2 separate regions of the Mus musculus genome follow, and region 2 is linked to region 1. The links are chromatin contacts, called in public promoter capture Hi-C maps. All regions are on one chromosome and are shown on one strand. Each heading gives the region's core, a stretch centred on a gene start, on an enhancer-like site or on the middle of the called end of the contact. The rest is flanking DNA. Distances are from core to core; before and after follow the strand shown.

What was found. Capture Hi-C pulls out chosen DNA fragments and counts their contacts.
Region 2: a contact with region 1 is called in a promoter capture Hi-C map of liver, with 2.6 times the contacts expected there. The contact joins two enhancer-like sites. A contact is called at or near these places in 13 of 39 promoter capture datasets (the 3T3-L1 cell line, 3T3-L1-derived adipocytes, cranial neural crest and 8 more), 2 of 484 Hi-C or Micro-C datasets (cerebral cortex and ventral hippocampal neurons), 7 of 115 datasets of contacts at active chromatin or transcription factors (embryonic stem cells and stem cell-derived neural progenitor cells) and 4 of 9 other capture datasets (adipose tissue, embryonic stem cells, liver and 1 more).

The regions. Positions count from the first base shown.
Region 1 is chr14:18,348,533-18,356,227 of GRCm38.p6, reverse strand. No RefSeq gene overlaps it. Among named protein-coding and RNA genes, the nearest start is that of Ube2e1, 21 kb to the right of the region's middle. Within about 2 kb of position 3,002, at least 12 of the 459 cell types and tissues checked have an H3K27ac peak or open chromatin away from gene starts, as enhancers often do. A contact at or near this core is called in liver, where this site is marked.
Region 2 is chr14:18,886,980-18,894,674 of GRCm38.p6, reverse strand. It overlaps Ube2e2 (ubiquitin-conjugating enzyme E2E 2), which reads left to right and starts at 904. Exons shown (of 6, transcript NM_144839.2): 1 at 904-1,090; 2 at 6,226-6,409. The coding sequence starts at 6,234. Within about 2 kb of position 4,899, at least 6 of the 459 cell types and tissues checked have an H3K27ac peak or open chromatin away from gene starts, as enhancers often do. A contact at or near this core is called in liver, where this site is marked.

The sequences.
Region 1 (7,695 bases), core at 1,753-4,252:
GAATCCAGATCCTGAATACTAGGACTATTTTTAGGTTGCTTTACCTAATGTCAAGGTGGCACTTCAGAGTCATTTGCCCTTTCTAAGGAGGCCACTGAAGTAGCACCTTCATTTCCCCAGCAGTGGCCAGCCATGGGGATCTTGAAAAGCAAGTTCCCAGAGAATTCTTTGTGAATTCTGGAAGCATCATAGGCCACAGTTCTGGGGACCTGAGACCAGGGTGAGGCAGGGAGTGCCATAGCATAGACAAGGGCTTGAGCAGGACAGCTATTTCGGGAATGTACCAGAAAGCATTCCTACTACGTACGTAATTCAGTTTAATCCCTGAAACTGGACTTTGATTTTTAACTTAAAAACTTCACCAGGGTCATGCTTCCGCATAACTCTGTGTCTGAGTGTGTCCTATTCTCATTTAGCTTGAAATGTTTAATTCTTAAATTTCACCACTCTAAGGCTTTCAACTGACTAAGCACGTGATCTGTCTCCCTTTCCCTCCAGTCCCTCTGAAGTGTCAGAAGGAATGTGACAGTCACAGGAGCCTGCCACAGCACTGGGCACTAGGAGCACACCTCAGAAACACCACCAGTGAGGAACCGTGCAGAAGATAAGCAGGAAAATTTCATGCTGTGGGGGATCAGCACCCTACCATTGAATGGGTGACCCTTCCACAGAATCACACATCAGATATTTACATTACAATTCACAACAGCAAAATTACAGTTTTGAAATAGCAATGAAAATAATTTTATGCCTGAAAGTCACCTCAACAGCAATGGAAAGGTTAAGAATCACTGCTCTAGAGAAACAGAACTGACAAAATGAGCATACATACGGGATTTACTCAGGTGATTTACAAGCTGTGGTCCAGCAAATCCTACAATAGCTGTCTACCAGTGGAAAGTCCAAGAATTCTGTAGTTGCTCATTCTGATAGGCCAGATGTCTCAGCTGGTCTTTAGTATACACTGGAATCCCAAAGAAGTAGGCTTTAATGCCAATGAAGGAATCCACGTGCCGGCAAGAACAAGAGCGAGCAGATGAAGAGCTTCCCTTTTTCATGTTCTTTATACAGGCTGCCAAGACAAGGTGTGGCCCAGGTTAAAGCTGTATCTTCCCACCTCAGAAGATCTGGATTAAAAGTGAGTCTTCCTATTTCAGATTATTTAGTTTTAAAAAAGAAAAAAGTCAGAGGTGTACCCAGCCATTTGGGTTTTAGTTAATTCCAGATGTAGTCAAGTTGACAACAAAGAATAGCCATTCAACAATGTGTTCCCCTAATCCAGGTGCGGCTAGCCAGTAATCCCATCACTTGGAAGCTGCACAGCAGGACGTTGTAACCCATGCTGTCAGGACTATATAGGGAGACCCTGTTAGAGAAAGGGGGGGGGGGGGAAGGGGAGAGAGAGAGAATAGAGACACACACAGAAAGAAAGACAGAAAAGGAAAGGGGAGAGAGGGGAAAGTAGGTAGGGAAGAGAGAGGATGAGAGAGAAAGCAGGACAGATGAAAAAAGAGGAGACAGGTGAGAGAGAAGATGGGGAAGAGAGAAGAAGAGATAGGGAGAGGAAGGCCAAGATAAAGTACTTAATCCCAGCAATTTAGAGGCAGACTAGCTAAAACTACATAAGCCTTGTCTTAAAAAACAAACAAACAAACAAAAAGCAAAAAAAAAAAAAAAAAAAAAAAAAAAAAAACCTCACAGTAGAAGCATGGGAAAACCTCCAAGAAAAGAGACATCAGTCAGGAAGTCCAGCAGAGAGGGAGACGGACAGACATACGCGAGATGCTGGGAGGGAAGATAAGGCAGTGCTAGACTATGGTGTAAAGTGAGAACAGGGCCTCTGTGGGGTACCTACTGTGCTAGATGAGCCTCTAGGGAGTCAAAGGGAACATGAAGGATGAGAGGGGAAGAGCAGAGGCTACAAGCAGGGGAGCAGAGGAACTGGTTCAAAGGAGAGGGACCAGGAAATGGTGCCAATGGCCTGGAAAGAGGCTGTGAGGGGCAGGGCAAGGACAGAGAGAAGAGATGATAGATGTATGAGTGTCCCTGTGGCTTTGCTCAGAACTGAGAAAGTGATAGACGTTCTGAGTAGTAAGTGAGCAGATCTGATCTGTGATCTGTCCAGACAGGACTGGTGGAGGCCACAAATGGAAACAGTATGGACTGCTTTGTACACTGGACCCTGACCTACATCCTGCTTGGCTGTCAACTGAAGGGTAAGAAGAATCCTCAAACAAGGCCCTGGCAAGCCTCTGCTTCTTGTATTGCCTGTCCAGGCAGGCCTGTTCCCTATCTATCTCTCACCTCACTAGCCTTCCTGAGAGAGAAATCTCTAGGCATGCCTGTTCCCTGTCTACCTGTGCACTCCACTAGCCTTCCCAAGAAAAAGTCTCCAAGATATGAGCTCTCCCCTTGTACAGATGCTTTTCTCCCCACTGGAGGGCAGAGTCCCAGTCCCGGAAGCTCCACCAACAAGATGTCACAGTTCTCTGCTCTGCACTCCCGTGGCTTGGCAGTGCAGTGCCCTCTTGCTCCTTGGGAAGCAGCCTTGATGAGCACATGCCAAAAAAGACAAACTTTGATTCAGAAAGCTGGTTTACTTAGAATTGTAGTGACTGTGATCACCTACAGGACAAAGATCTCGGGGTCAGCCTAGTGCAACAGGCAGCTCTCCCAGGGACACTTTTGAAAACAGGTTCCTTTTGCTGGAGATGTAACTCAGTTGACATCGTACTCACCTAGCAGGTATAAATCCTACATTCCAGCTCCAGCACTATATAAAGAAGTCATGTTAGCACAAGTCTGTACTCTAAGCACTCAGGAAATAGAGATGGATAAGATCTTGCTGGGCCAGATGAAACTATGTCTAGAATAAAGAAAGAAACAAACAAACAAATTCAAATAAAGAAATATAAAAATAGCATAGACAGGGATCGGGGGCATTGGGAGAAGATGCTTAGCTTGCATCACGAGGCAACTACCACTTCCCTGCCTCCTTCTATTACTTCCTTTGTCAATGCATTCATTTACTCACCCAGTACATTTATTAGATGCTTACTGTGTGCCAGCTACACACTGAGAACTTGGCAATGGAGACAAAAATAAAGACACTATGCCATTTCTACAATGTGGGGTATGTGTGTGTGTGTGTGTGTGTGTGTGTGTGTGTGTGTGTGTGCAAGAACATACGTGGAACAAATCTGAAAAGGAAATACAACTATTTCTGAGTTTATCCCAAGTGGTAGATTGGTGGTGTTTTTATGTTTTTATTACTTGAAGTCCTGTGTCTACTTATTGCTATCATTTATGCAGACATGATCATGTAAAAAATTTTAAAGTCTTATGTAAATGCATAAGAAAAGACCACGAAGTTCCAGTCACCTAACACATTTCAGCTCCCTGAACTCTTTTTATCTTTTTATCTTCTGAGTCTTGCTCTGTAGCCCTAAAATAACCATTCTCTTGCCTCTACCTCTCAGCTAGATCACAGGCAAGTATATAAACTTTCAGCAATCCTAGGTCCATCTTTATTTTGTAGATGAATGAATGAGCCTTAAAAAGGTTAAAAAAAAAAAAAAAAGATTCCCAGGAGGTCAGAATGTGAACAGGCTGCCATGTATCGAGAGGGAAGGAGCTTCAATGGAAGATCTGCACTGTTATAACGCAAACTGTCACAGAAAGTTGACAAGCCTGGGAGGTTTCTAGCATACAAGCTCCCAGATGCCACTGTACCTGGACTGCACAAGGACAGTAGGGCGTGGAATCTGAGAAAGTCCTGACTCCAAAGGACGGGCGGAGACTTAACTCCCTTTTCTGTGCTCAGGTTTCTTCAGTCATCTGTAAGGCAGATGCTATTTTCTACTGCCAGGGTGGTTAGGAAGACAAGCAAAAGAAGGTAAAGAAGAAGGAGAGACATCCACAAAGCCCAGTGCCTGGTCATTCTAAGAGCAAGCAAAGACCCTTTGCACAAACCCAAGCTACCCTATCTTCATTCTCCACTCCCCCCAGCCTTACTGGAAGCCATCAATGCCCCTCTTATTACAGCTTGCCCAAGAACAGCCTTGACTTAACCACATGGAGATGTAAATATTGTCCTAGAGGCCTCTGTTTGCTAGGAGGCCTAGGAAAATACTGGATCTTTCTTTGCTGGAGAGATTGTTTACTTTTTCTTTTCTTTCTTTCTTTCTTTTTTTTTTTTTTTTTAAGACTTGGTTGAAAGGACTGATAATAAAATTTATATTCTTGGGGCTGGTGAGATGGCTCAGGTAAGAGCACTGACTGCTCTTCTAAAGGTCATGAGTTCAAATCCCAGCAACCACATGGTGGCTCTGTAATGAGATCTGACGCCCTCTTCTGGTGTGTCTGAAGTCAGCTACAGTGTACTTATGCATAATAAATAAATCTTTGGGCCAGAGCAAGTAGGGACTGAGTGAGCACAGTTGGCCAAGCGAGCAGGGTTGACCAGAGTGAGCAGAGGTCCTAAAAACTCAGTTTCCAGCAACCACATGAAGGATCACAACCAACTATCTGTACAGCTACAGTGTACTCACATACATAAATTAAATAAATCTTTTTTAAAAATTATATTCTTAAGCCACCAGGACAATTTTCTGGACAAACGTATGTTTTGAAAATTAGTACATAGACAGGCAAGCTCAAATGTGCATGTGTATGTGCACATACACAAATACACACACACACACATTAATGCAAAGAAAATGGGAGGGATAAAGCAAGGCAATTTCAATAATTTCTCAGATGCAGAGAGTTATGGGGACAAAGGAGGGCCAATTAAAGTGAAGGTTGTGTCATTTCTCTGAGTTAGTCTGCTGGAGGGACTTGAGCTCCTACAAAAATACTAATGAACTAACCTGCACTCAACATGGAGGAAGTACATGGGCCAGAATTCCTCTGAAAAGAATCATAAGCATTTTGTGCTCCTGTCTGCTGCCATGTGTGTGTGTGTTTGTGTGTAGAAAGAAGGCGGGACCTTCCAAATGGTACTGCTGAGACCACCTGCTCAAGAGCCACTCTGATTTTCACCTCTCCCTCTGTTTCTCCAAATTCAATCCGCCAGTTCCATCCCCAGCTCTGCAACAGATCTGCCTGCAGCAGCCTTCTCCCTCCCCACTGCCCTTGCCCTTCTCCCATCTCCTGTGGATCCATAGATATTTTCCTCCTAACATGTCCACACACATACACTCAGAACTTTATCCAGCCCGCAACTGCAGCAAGCATTTCCCTGCAAACCCATAGGCCACTCCTGACAGGGAAGAAAGTAGGCTGACTGCAGATCTTCACCTCTTCTTCTGTTCCTTCAGATCCCCTAGGCCCATCCCCCAAGCCTGTAGCAGAACACCTGCTGTGTTCTCCTTTTTTTTTTTTTTTTTCCTCTCTGACTCCATCCTCAACCAACAGATCTTGTTCTTCCTTTCAGGCCAGCCAGAGATATGCAGTGAAACCCTGTCATTAAAAAAAGCAAACAGCACCTGAAGTTGTCCTCTAGCCTACACACACACACACACACACACACACACACACACACACACACACACAGGGGTTGGGGGGAGGTGAAAGAGGGAGAAGAGAGAGAGAGAAAAAGAGTGGGGGAGGGAGAGAAAAATACAAAAAGAACGAAGTGATTTCTCAGACATGTGGTCTTCTCAGAAGTTGAGACTGGGCTGCTGGCCTTTCTCCCTGGGTTTCAGGCCTTGCTCCCTTGGCTGCTGGAGCAGCCTAGATTCTTGGAAGCCCTTCTGACTGGACTTTGTTTTGTTCCTGTGAGAGCAGTAGAGATTTCTGAATCTTCTCCCACTGCTACCCTTCTTGATAAAGATCCTAAGCCCCTTCATCTAGGCACAACCAGCTTTAGGAAGATGGAAGAGGGAGGAGCCAGAGTTTAAAATCATCCTAAACTACACAGTGGGTTCAAGACCATCCTGGGATACATGCCATCTGAAAAAAGCAAAACAAAACAAAACAACAACAACAACAACAACAAAACCAAATAAATGAGGGCTGGAGAAATGGCTCAGAGGCTAAAAGCACAGAATACTCTTGCAGAGTACCCAGATTCAGTTCCAAGCACCCACGTGGCAGCTCACAATTGTTGTGATCATAAAAAAGAGCAAGATCTATAAGAATATGTTCTGGCGGAGTGTGGGGGAAGGGGGCGCCGTGCAGAGGCCCATGCAGAGGCATCCCATCCCCCTGAGGGACCAGACACACACTAGTATAGTATAGAGTTTATTTAGGGCATGGAGAGGGGGGTTATGAGAGTAGTAGAGGCAGAGAAAGACAGAGAGAAGGAGAGAGACATAGAGGCCAGTCCTGACCACGTGGAGGGAGGGAAGAAGAGAATGGAGAGAGAGGGGAGCAAGAGGGTAAGAGGCAAGAGAGAGGCAAGAGCCTAAGAGGGAGAGAAGGTGCCAAGCAGCTCCTTTTATAGTTGGTCAAGACTACCTGGCTGTTGCCAGGTAACTGTGGGGAGGAGCACACCTGGCTGCTGCCAGGAACTGTAGGAGTGGAGTTTAGACAGAATACCAACAACAATGGTCTTTAACTCCAGTTTCAGGAGATGTGCTAACTTCTCACCTCCAAGGGCATCAGGCATACACATGGTTCCCAGGCATGCAAGTCACACAGCCATACACATAAAAATAATCTTTTAAAAAATGAGTGTGTGTTTGTGTGTGTGATTTATAGGGTTAAAACTGTCAGCAAATCCCTGTGAATTTCTGATTTGAAGCAAGAGTGGAAAGGCAAAAAGAAGCTGCCTTTATGTATCTCAACCTGGACTTGAACTCATGAGCAGATCTCTTCCACCTCCTGAGTGCTGGAACTACAAGTATGTTCTACCTCATGCTCATGTGGCTGGGAAACATCTATTTGTTGAGACAAGATAACCCAGGCTAGCCACAAACTTACTATGTACCCTGAGGATAACCTCTAACTGCTTATCTTCCTGCCTCCACTTTCTACCTTCTAAGTGCTGGCATTCCAGTGAAGGCCACCATACCCAGTTTTTATGGAGTCTTGAGGATGTGACCAGGGCTCTAAGCAAGTAGTCTACCAACATCCCCATCTAACAAAGGCCTTTTAAGGAAGCCACCTGTGTGTTTAGTATGAAGGTTTCAAGGGTTCAGATGCTGTTTGCCAAGTGTGTTTTGACACTGGTGTGGGCAGATGCTCTTCTCAGAGCTTGGACATTGGAGACCAGTGATGATCCTGGTGTTTTAGGTGCCTTAACCACAGCCTTTGAAGGAGCACTGCATGATGAGCCACTTAGCTGTGATTAGCCAACTTCCTTCCTAACTTAAAACCTAAAAAGGAAGACAACACATCTCTAATTACACATAGTGTTCGCATTCTGTCTATACTCCACTCCAGAGTTACCTGGCAATAGCCAGGTAGGCCTGACCCACTATAAAAGGGGCTGCTTGCCCCCCTCCTCCCTCTCTTGCCTCCTTCTCTTGCTTCTGGCCTCTTCCTCCCTTTCTCTCCCCATTCCTTTCCTCCCTCTCTCTACGTGGCCAGCCTCTACTTCTTCTTCTTGTTCTTCTTCTTCTTCTTCTTCTTCTTCTTCTTCTTCTTCTTCTTCTTCTTCTTCTTCTTCTTCTTCTTCTCCTTCTCCTTCTCCTTCTCCTTCTCCTTCTCCTTCTCCTTCTCCTTCTCCTTCTCCTTCTCCTTCTCCTT
Region 2 (7,695 bases), core at 3,650-6,149, 540 kb before region 1:
TGAGCAGGACTAGTGCATGGGCTCAGCCACTCCCAAGAATCCTCACAGAAGTTAAGAGTAGTCCTAGATCTCAGCGGTTATGATAGGCTGGAGGTGTTGTGTGTGTGTGTGTGTGGGTGGTGGTGGTGGTGGTGGTGGTGGTGGTGGTGGTGGTGGTGGTGGTGGTGGTGAAGTGAGTTCATGGGCGCTGAGTTAACAAAGCATGTGCAGGTTTTTGTTTTGTTTTGTTTTGTTTTGTTTTAAGTAGCTATTTTGGGCTACAATGACAGGGCAACCTTATATTCCTCAGGCCACCCACAGCATGGCTACTATCCCACCTGTGTCTTTCAGGCACAGTGGCAGCCTCCCACTTGCTCTGATAGTGCTGCCCCCTTCGTCCCGCCCCGCCCTCCCCAGCCTCCCAGAGTGACAGCTAGCAGCCCTGGACAGGACTAGGCACCGCAGGACCTTCCCTGCAGCAGTTAAGGGGTAAAATGTGGCTTCACCCGGGCCCACGCGAAGTTTTCCAACAGCGGTGCAGGTGGGTCCTGCGCGAGCACGAGCTGGTGGTGCAGGTGTGTGTGTGTGTGTGTGTGTGTGTGTGTGTGTGTGTGTGTTCTCCCTACCCCTCATCCCAGTCCGCCGCACTGCACCTTATTGAAGCGCAACCCCACCCCTTAGCCCGCGTGTCCCTTTAATTCGTGCGCTCCTCAAGGTCCTCTCGTCCCTCCCTTCCCGCCGCCGTTGAGCCTCGATTTCCCTCCTCCCTTTCCCTTCGCCCTAACCCGCCTTTGCTCCGGCCCGCCCAGCCCAGGACTCAGCTGTCACTTTACTTTTGCGCGCGCACCTCACAGGTCCTCGAGCGGGCACGCGCCGGCGGGGGCGGGGCTAAATCGCGTCGCGGGCTCGCGGGCGCGACACCGCGAGGCCGACGTGGGGCTCGCGCTGTCGCGGGCTCTCAGGGCAGGCAGGGCGAGCGCGCGCTTGGGAGGGGGCGCGCGCGGACGGCGGGCGGCGGCGGCGGTGGCGGCGGCGGCGGCTCGCGGAGGCGGCGGTTTCACTCCCGGACTCGGCGTCGGAGCCGCGGCTGGAGCGCGGGCGACGCCGCGAGGTGAGTAGGTGAGGGCGGGCGGGCGTGGCCGCGGCCAGAGCCGCGGCGTGGGGCGCGCGGGGACCCCACGCGGCGAGGGCCAGCCCGGCGAGATCCCCGCCCCCGCCGCGGCCTCGGCTCGGGTGCGCGCCCGCGGCCCCGCAGGCCTCCCTGACCCTGCGCGTGTCCGCTGGGGCCCGCGCGCCCCTCCCCCGTCCCGCAGAGTGTGGCCGTCCTTCGCCCACGAGGACCTCTCCCCTCCCCTCCCGAGCCCACCGCAGCCAGGAACTAAGTCTCCGCAAAGTCCAGGATGGATGTCGCGGCGCAAAGTGCCCGGCTGTCCGGAGCTCTTCCCAAATTGCATAATTGCTACAGGAGGTGAGGGTGAGGGAGTACCCGCTGGGTGTGTGCGTGATGCCCCGGGGTGTGGGTTGTCACACTGGTCTTTTGTAATGCCCGATGCTTGGCACAGTTTGGCTCCGAAGCCAGTTTTCCTCTGGCTTCTCTGCAGCACCCACTGGCCTGATTGGAAACTGGATTACCCTTGTCCTCCCACCCCCACCCACCCCCTCTTCGCTACTAATGTTTTGATCCATTTGCCCTTTTCCAATTCTAATGAACATAAAGCCTGGCTTCTTGTGTCTCTTTTTCCACAACTAACCAGAAATGCCCCATCCATCTTCCCTAAAGGAAATTAAGGCCGCATTAGAGAGACATCATCACCCTGGGCTTGGTGGCAGCTCTTGGACTTATTTGCTGATTTGCAAGATTCTTATCCTCTAACCTTGTATTTTGTAATTTTGAGGGTCTACTTGAGTATTTCCATTTTAAAGTACAAAAGAATGTGCTAGGACTTACCTCTGATTACCTTACTGTTTTTAAGATTTTTTTAAAGCTCATCTTAGTTTTAAATCCTTGGATTTTGAAAAGCATGCTCTAGAAATGCAATCTTGGGAATCTAAATATTTGTCTTTCTTCAGGCAGTCAGGATGCTCCTGGGCGCTTGGCAGTCTTGTTTGTGGGTGATGGTGAAGATGGAGTGTTTTCATATGTCATACCTTGAGCTCTTTCCTCTAGGGCACAGCACTTCCCTCAATCAGGTGCTCCACTTTTATTTTCCAAATAAATATCTTTTCAGACACTTGGGAAGCTGGATAGCGCTACAGGTTTGGCGTATAATATAAAGTATTTTATGTTTTGGAAAAGTTCAGAAATCACAAGTAGAAAAACTGGTATGCCAATGCAAGTTCACATTTTCCTGTTGCAGCTGCACAAATGAATACTTGCTTTTCTAAGTTTTTAAAAATCATGACATTTGATGATTTGAATAGTAATGTGGACTTGAGTACTGTTGGTTTCATCGGTGGGATTTGTTTAGATCCGTAAGTTTTTCTGAAACACGCTAATTTCACTCACTATGTGCTGGGAATTTCCAGAGCCTGATGACATCACAGAGCACATAGTCAATAAAGCTCAAAAAGAATGAGTGTGTTTAAATACCTAAATGTAATATGTTTATATTTAGTTAGAAACTAAGGGTTACTTGAATCTGAAGTAAAAATATCACTTTAGGTGTCTTAAGATCTTTGAAACTGTCATTGGAGGATGTATTTGTGTTTAGATCCCTGGAATTTAGCTTCCTTCTAGGTTAGGGAATTAGCTCTTTAGGAATTAATTTTAAAATGCCAGAGAAGTTAATATGTAGAAGTTTTAATTCAGGGACCTACTCATTTTTACTTTAGAGAGACAAGGCACCAATTTTATACATAGTTCATTTGAGTGACCTGCAGAGGATTTCCTCTCATAAGAGTTAATTGTGCCAGAGTACACAATCATGTTGTCCCCTTTTTTCTGTAATCAAGGATTCAGAAAACACTCAGCAGAAAGTCTCTTAAGTCTTGACATTTGAATAGGAGATACAGAGCCTTTGTCTAAATGGTTTTATAATGCTTATCAGTGTTCTCAGGAGGATTTGTCATTTGTACGTAAAGATTTGGATCGGATAAGGTATCTTAGATCAAAAATAGAAATAATTTTTTAAACTGTAAAACTAGAGAAATTATGCTTCTGTTTAGCCATTTAATTGCTTTCTGGGGAAGTGTTCTGGTTGAGCCCAGGCCTTCACATATACGCTTGGCAAGGGCTCTAGAACTGAGCCATACCCCCAGACCTTTAATAGTAGTTTAGTAGTTTAATCTTCTGGTATTCTGAAGTAGTTGAGGAAATTTCAGTTTCAGATTATGGCCCATTACATCATTGCATAGTCTATTCAGTATTATATAGTTTACACATTACTAGGTGTGCACAAAAGAGTATTGAAATGTGTGCACTTCATGACTGATGCAGCACACAGCAGTCACAGCTGTGCTTGCAGTGTAAGGCAACTACTTTTCTAGAGTTCTTGTGTTTGCCATGTGATGGATTGCCTCAGGTTTAGGATACATAGAACAATTTCTCACTGATTTCACATCTCTTAAAAGTTTGCTCACAGTACCCTACCTTGAGAGCATCTAATCCTAAGAATGCTTCTTTCTGTTTCCCTGCTTATACATAAGCCTGCTTAGCTAGCATGCTATATAGCACATACTTACAAGGTTTTTAACTTTAGATATATTTTAACTCAAAGAAGCAAGCTGAGAAAGAATACAAATATTAAATCCAATAATAAGAATGTTAAAGTCAAATAAGAAAACCCAAGAAATATACTCAGGCTTTTAGAGCTAGACATGAAACATAGAGACATAAAATTTCGGTATTCTGTTAAGTGACTTTATTGCTCATAAAAGGTGTCTTAGCCGTGGGGAATGATGCTCTCCACTTACAAGAGAGAGGGAGAGCAGTCTCAATGTCCTGTGAGTGTGTGAGAGCTATTTGGACAGACTTACTGGATGTCATGAACAAAGGGACTAGGGATGAGGATGGTCATGTCATATGTAGTGTCTGTTGATGCTTTATCGCTGTGCTTCCTGCTTCTTCCAGTACTGTGCTGTGCATATTTGTCTTATAAGCTTCTCATAGAAAACTTTCAGTCTGTTAAAGGCCTGCATTTAGAAAAGCTACCATGGTTTTGAATAAACTCTAGGATGAGCTGATGGTGATGAATGTTGATCAGAAGTACTGGGTCATGCCTTTGAACTAGGTAATGATAATAATAAATTGTATTTGAAGTGTCTGTTTTTTGTGTGTACTGAAGTTTGCTCTTGACCATGTCAACAACAGTTTTATTTCAGTCTTAATTTAAGAGTAACCAAAATGGATCCTTTTCAAGAGGACTTTGGATAAAACTCTTTCTCTTTATCTCTTCCCTTCCCCATGTATGTGTGTTTTACCCTTGATGGTGGTGGTGGTGGTGGTAGTGCTGGTGGTGGTGATGACTCTAGTCACAGGCAGTCTCGTTTTTCAAAAGCATGTCTGAGCTGAAGCTATATGATACTCAAAGTGATTACTGGTGACTTGAGGCCCTGTAGAGTCTGAACATGACTTTTGTCAGTTTCATTCTAGGTCTGTCAGCTTGTTAGGTCATACAGGATGTGATAGTAAGGACCAACCTGGGGCTGATTATAATACAATGAGATTGGAGAAGGGCTATCCATTTCTCAGTGCATTTTTGTGTCACTATCTAGGTTATAACGGCTACCTAGGTATCAAAGTATTACGGGAATTGAGTTAGTCATCAGAGCTGCTCCAGGAGCATGAACTCAAAGCAAAGTGAATTCTGAACCTCTAGGGAGATTTCCTCCAGACTGGGAAAAAAGGAATCCTTCAGTGTCTCGGTACACTCTCTATCTGTTGTGCAACATGGTTGCCTAGTCGAGCTGGATCAGAGCCCACACCCTCCTAAGCTTCAGTTCTTATTTAGGATCACATGGTTTCTGTTCTGTTATCACAAAGGTTACTTAAAACAATTTCCCAGCTTAGAGGATTTTAAGCTTGGCTCAGCTCTAAGGATGTATTGATTGGATATTAGCGTGGCAGTACCACTCTCTCTCAGCCCTGTGCCTTTTTACACCGACTTGTCAGGACACTTTGCAGGTCTCTTTACCTGTCTGGACATCTCATAGCTGAGCCCAAAATGCTTCTCCCAGTGCCTATAAAAATTAGGCTCTCAGTCCTTTCTCTCCCCCCCCCCCCCTATTTAAAATACTTATTTTATATTCTGTGTATCGATGTTTGTTTGCATGTATGTCGTGCACCATATATATGCCTGGGTGCCGAGGGAGGCCAGAGAGGGTGTCATATCACCTGGAACTGGAGCTATAGCCCATTGTGAGTTACCATGTGTGTGTTAGGAATTGATTCCAGTCTCTCTGGAAGAGCAGCCAGTTTTCATAACCCCTGAACTCTCTCTCCAACCCCTTCTGGTTTATCTTGTGCCAGTTCTTTTGAGATATAATTTACCTTATAAAAGTAACCCCCTCCATTTTTGTAAATGCTGGCGGTTGAACTTTGCTGAGTGTGCACTGTCCAAAATGCCCCTCCAGCCCCAAGGCTGCCATCTTAAAAGGTATAACTTAGCCTAGGGATTGCAGGTAGCTCAATGGCAGCACCTGCCTATCATGCCAAGATCCTGAGTTGAGTCCTCAGCAGTACAAAGCAAAGCAGAACTCCGAGGCTTTTCTACTATAAGCACTAGTTAATTTAAGAATATTATTATCACTCAGTAGAAACTTTCTGCCCATTAGAAAACACTTTCCTGTACTGTCTCTACATTCCCACCATGTACCTGTCTAGACATTCCTTACAAATGAGCTTGTACAGTCTGGTCCTTCTGGCTGGCTTCGCTCACTTAGCATAAAGATTCAAGATCTTTCTGCTGAAGCTTGCAGATGCCAGACTTCATTTGTTTCTGTGCCTGAGGTATATTGTCATGTGGATGCACCATGCTTTACCCGTCAATTAGAGAACATTTGAATTGTTTTTACTTTCTGCCTTGTGAATAAAATTGCTACCAACATTTGTTTCTAAATTTTCCATGAATGCAGAGAAGAGAGGTTTTAGCAAACCCCAGAGTTATTTGTTCTATAAATGGGCAATTCTCATTTTTATACCTAATTATACTTCTTTTGTTTCATGGGCTCTGTTTCTCTTCATTATGAACATACCTTGTTGTAGTCCCTACCACAGCAGAATAAATGACATGCCATTCTTTAATCCAGGATCTAAGATGTCCACTGAGGCGCAGAGAGTTGATGACAGTCCAAGCACTAGTGGAGGAAGTTCTGATGGAGATCAGCGGGAGAGCGTTCAGCAGGAACCTGATCGAGAACAAGTTCAGCCTAAGAAAAAGGAGGGGAAGATATCCAGCAAGACAGCCGCGAAACTGTCAACCAGTGCCAAAAGGTAGCCAGCCGTTGTTAGCACTTCATTTGAATTTCCTTCCTTGTACTTAGTTGATTTTCTGGACTGAAGGTCATAGGGTTTATAGATTGTCTCCCCTTTTATATGATGTGGTCTTTTAAAAATGTGCTTTTTAATTGTGGAAACCTTTTTAAAGTCATGGCATATTATAAAATTGGCACTTGTAGTGTTTTGAAATATTTATATCTTGATAGAAAATGTGGGTAGGACATTATAAACGTATAATTTGATTTATGGTTATTTGATTGTGAATATATGCTCAATGACACAGAATTGGCATTGAGAATCTCTTGGCTGGGGCTGGGGAGTGAGGCTGATGGCTTAGTGAGAACAGTGTTGGTTGCTGAGTTTAGATTAGCATCACCCATATAAAAACTGGGAATGGTATGCACATTTGTAATCCCAGCGCTCTGAGAGGAGGTGTGTGTGGTATGTGTGTGTGTGTGTGTGTGTGTGTGTGTGTGTGTGTTGGACACAGGTGGATTATTATAGCTTATTGGCAATCAAATCTTGTCCAGTTAATGAGCTCCAGATTTAGTGAAGAGATCCTGTCTAAGCAACAATGAAAACTGAACCAATACAAACAGGGAGTGATAGGGGAGATAACTTCTGTGGCTAACACATACATGCACATGAACACACACAATCTGTTGAAGTAATTATTAAGTGATAATTTAGTATCTAATCTCCTTGTTGGTAAGGTCAGAAATGCTAGTATTAATGCATCTTGAGTTCATTACATTAGGTGGTAGTGGTGGTGGGTTGCTCCTGATGCAGATTTCTTCTTTCCCTAGAAGACAGAAAGATCTTGAAAGAGGTACTTGGATGTTGGTCTATCACTACTTTAACCACTTACAGTGATTGGCATGTCGGCGGGCTTAGAGGGAATCTGATTTGATAAGGTTACATCATAGCTTGGTGCTTGGAAGATAATTTGAAAGGCAGATTATATTCAGTGGACTCACGTTTGTTTGTGATTTTATACTCTTTAATACATTTTAAAAAATAAAAATACCAAATAAGAAGTAGGGCTTAACATTAACATTAACATTAACATTCTTTTCACTACACATAACTTCAGGTACAGGAAACTCTCCGAATGTTGGATGACAGCTTTATGAGCCATTGGATAATAGGAATTATGGAACTCCTTTCCTATAAAAACAAAAACTGTGTGTCCTTCCAACTTCTCCTATCCACAGGCCTGGGATGAATCTTTGCAGGCCCTCTGGTGAGAGTTATGGTGACTGGTCAGCAAGCCATTTAAA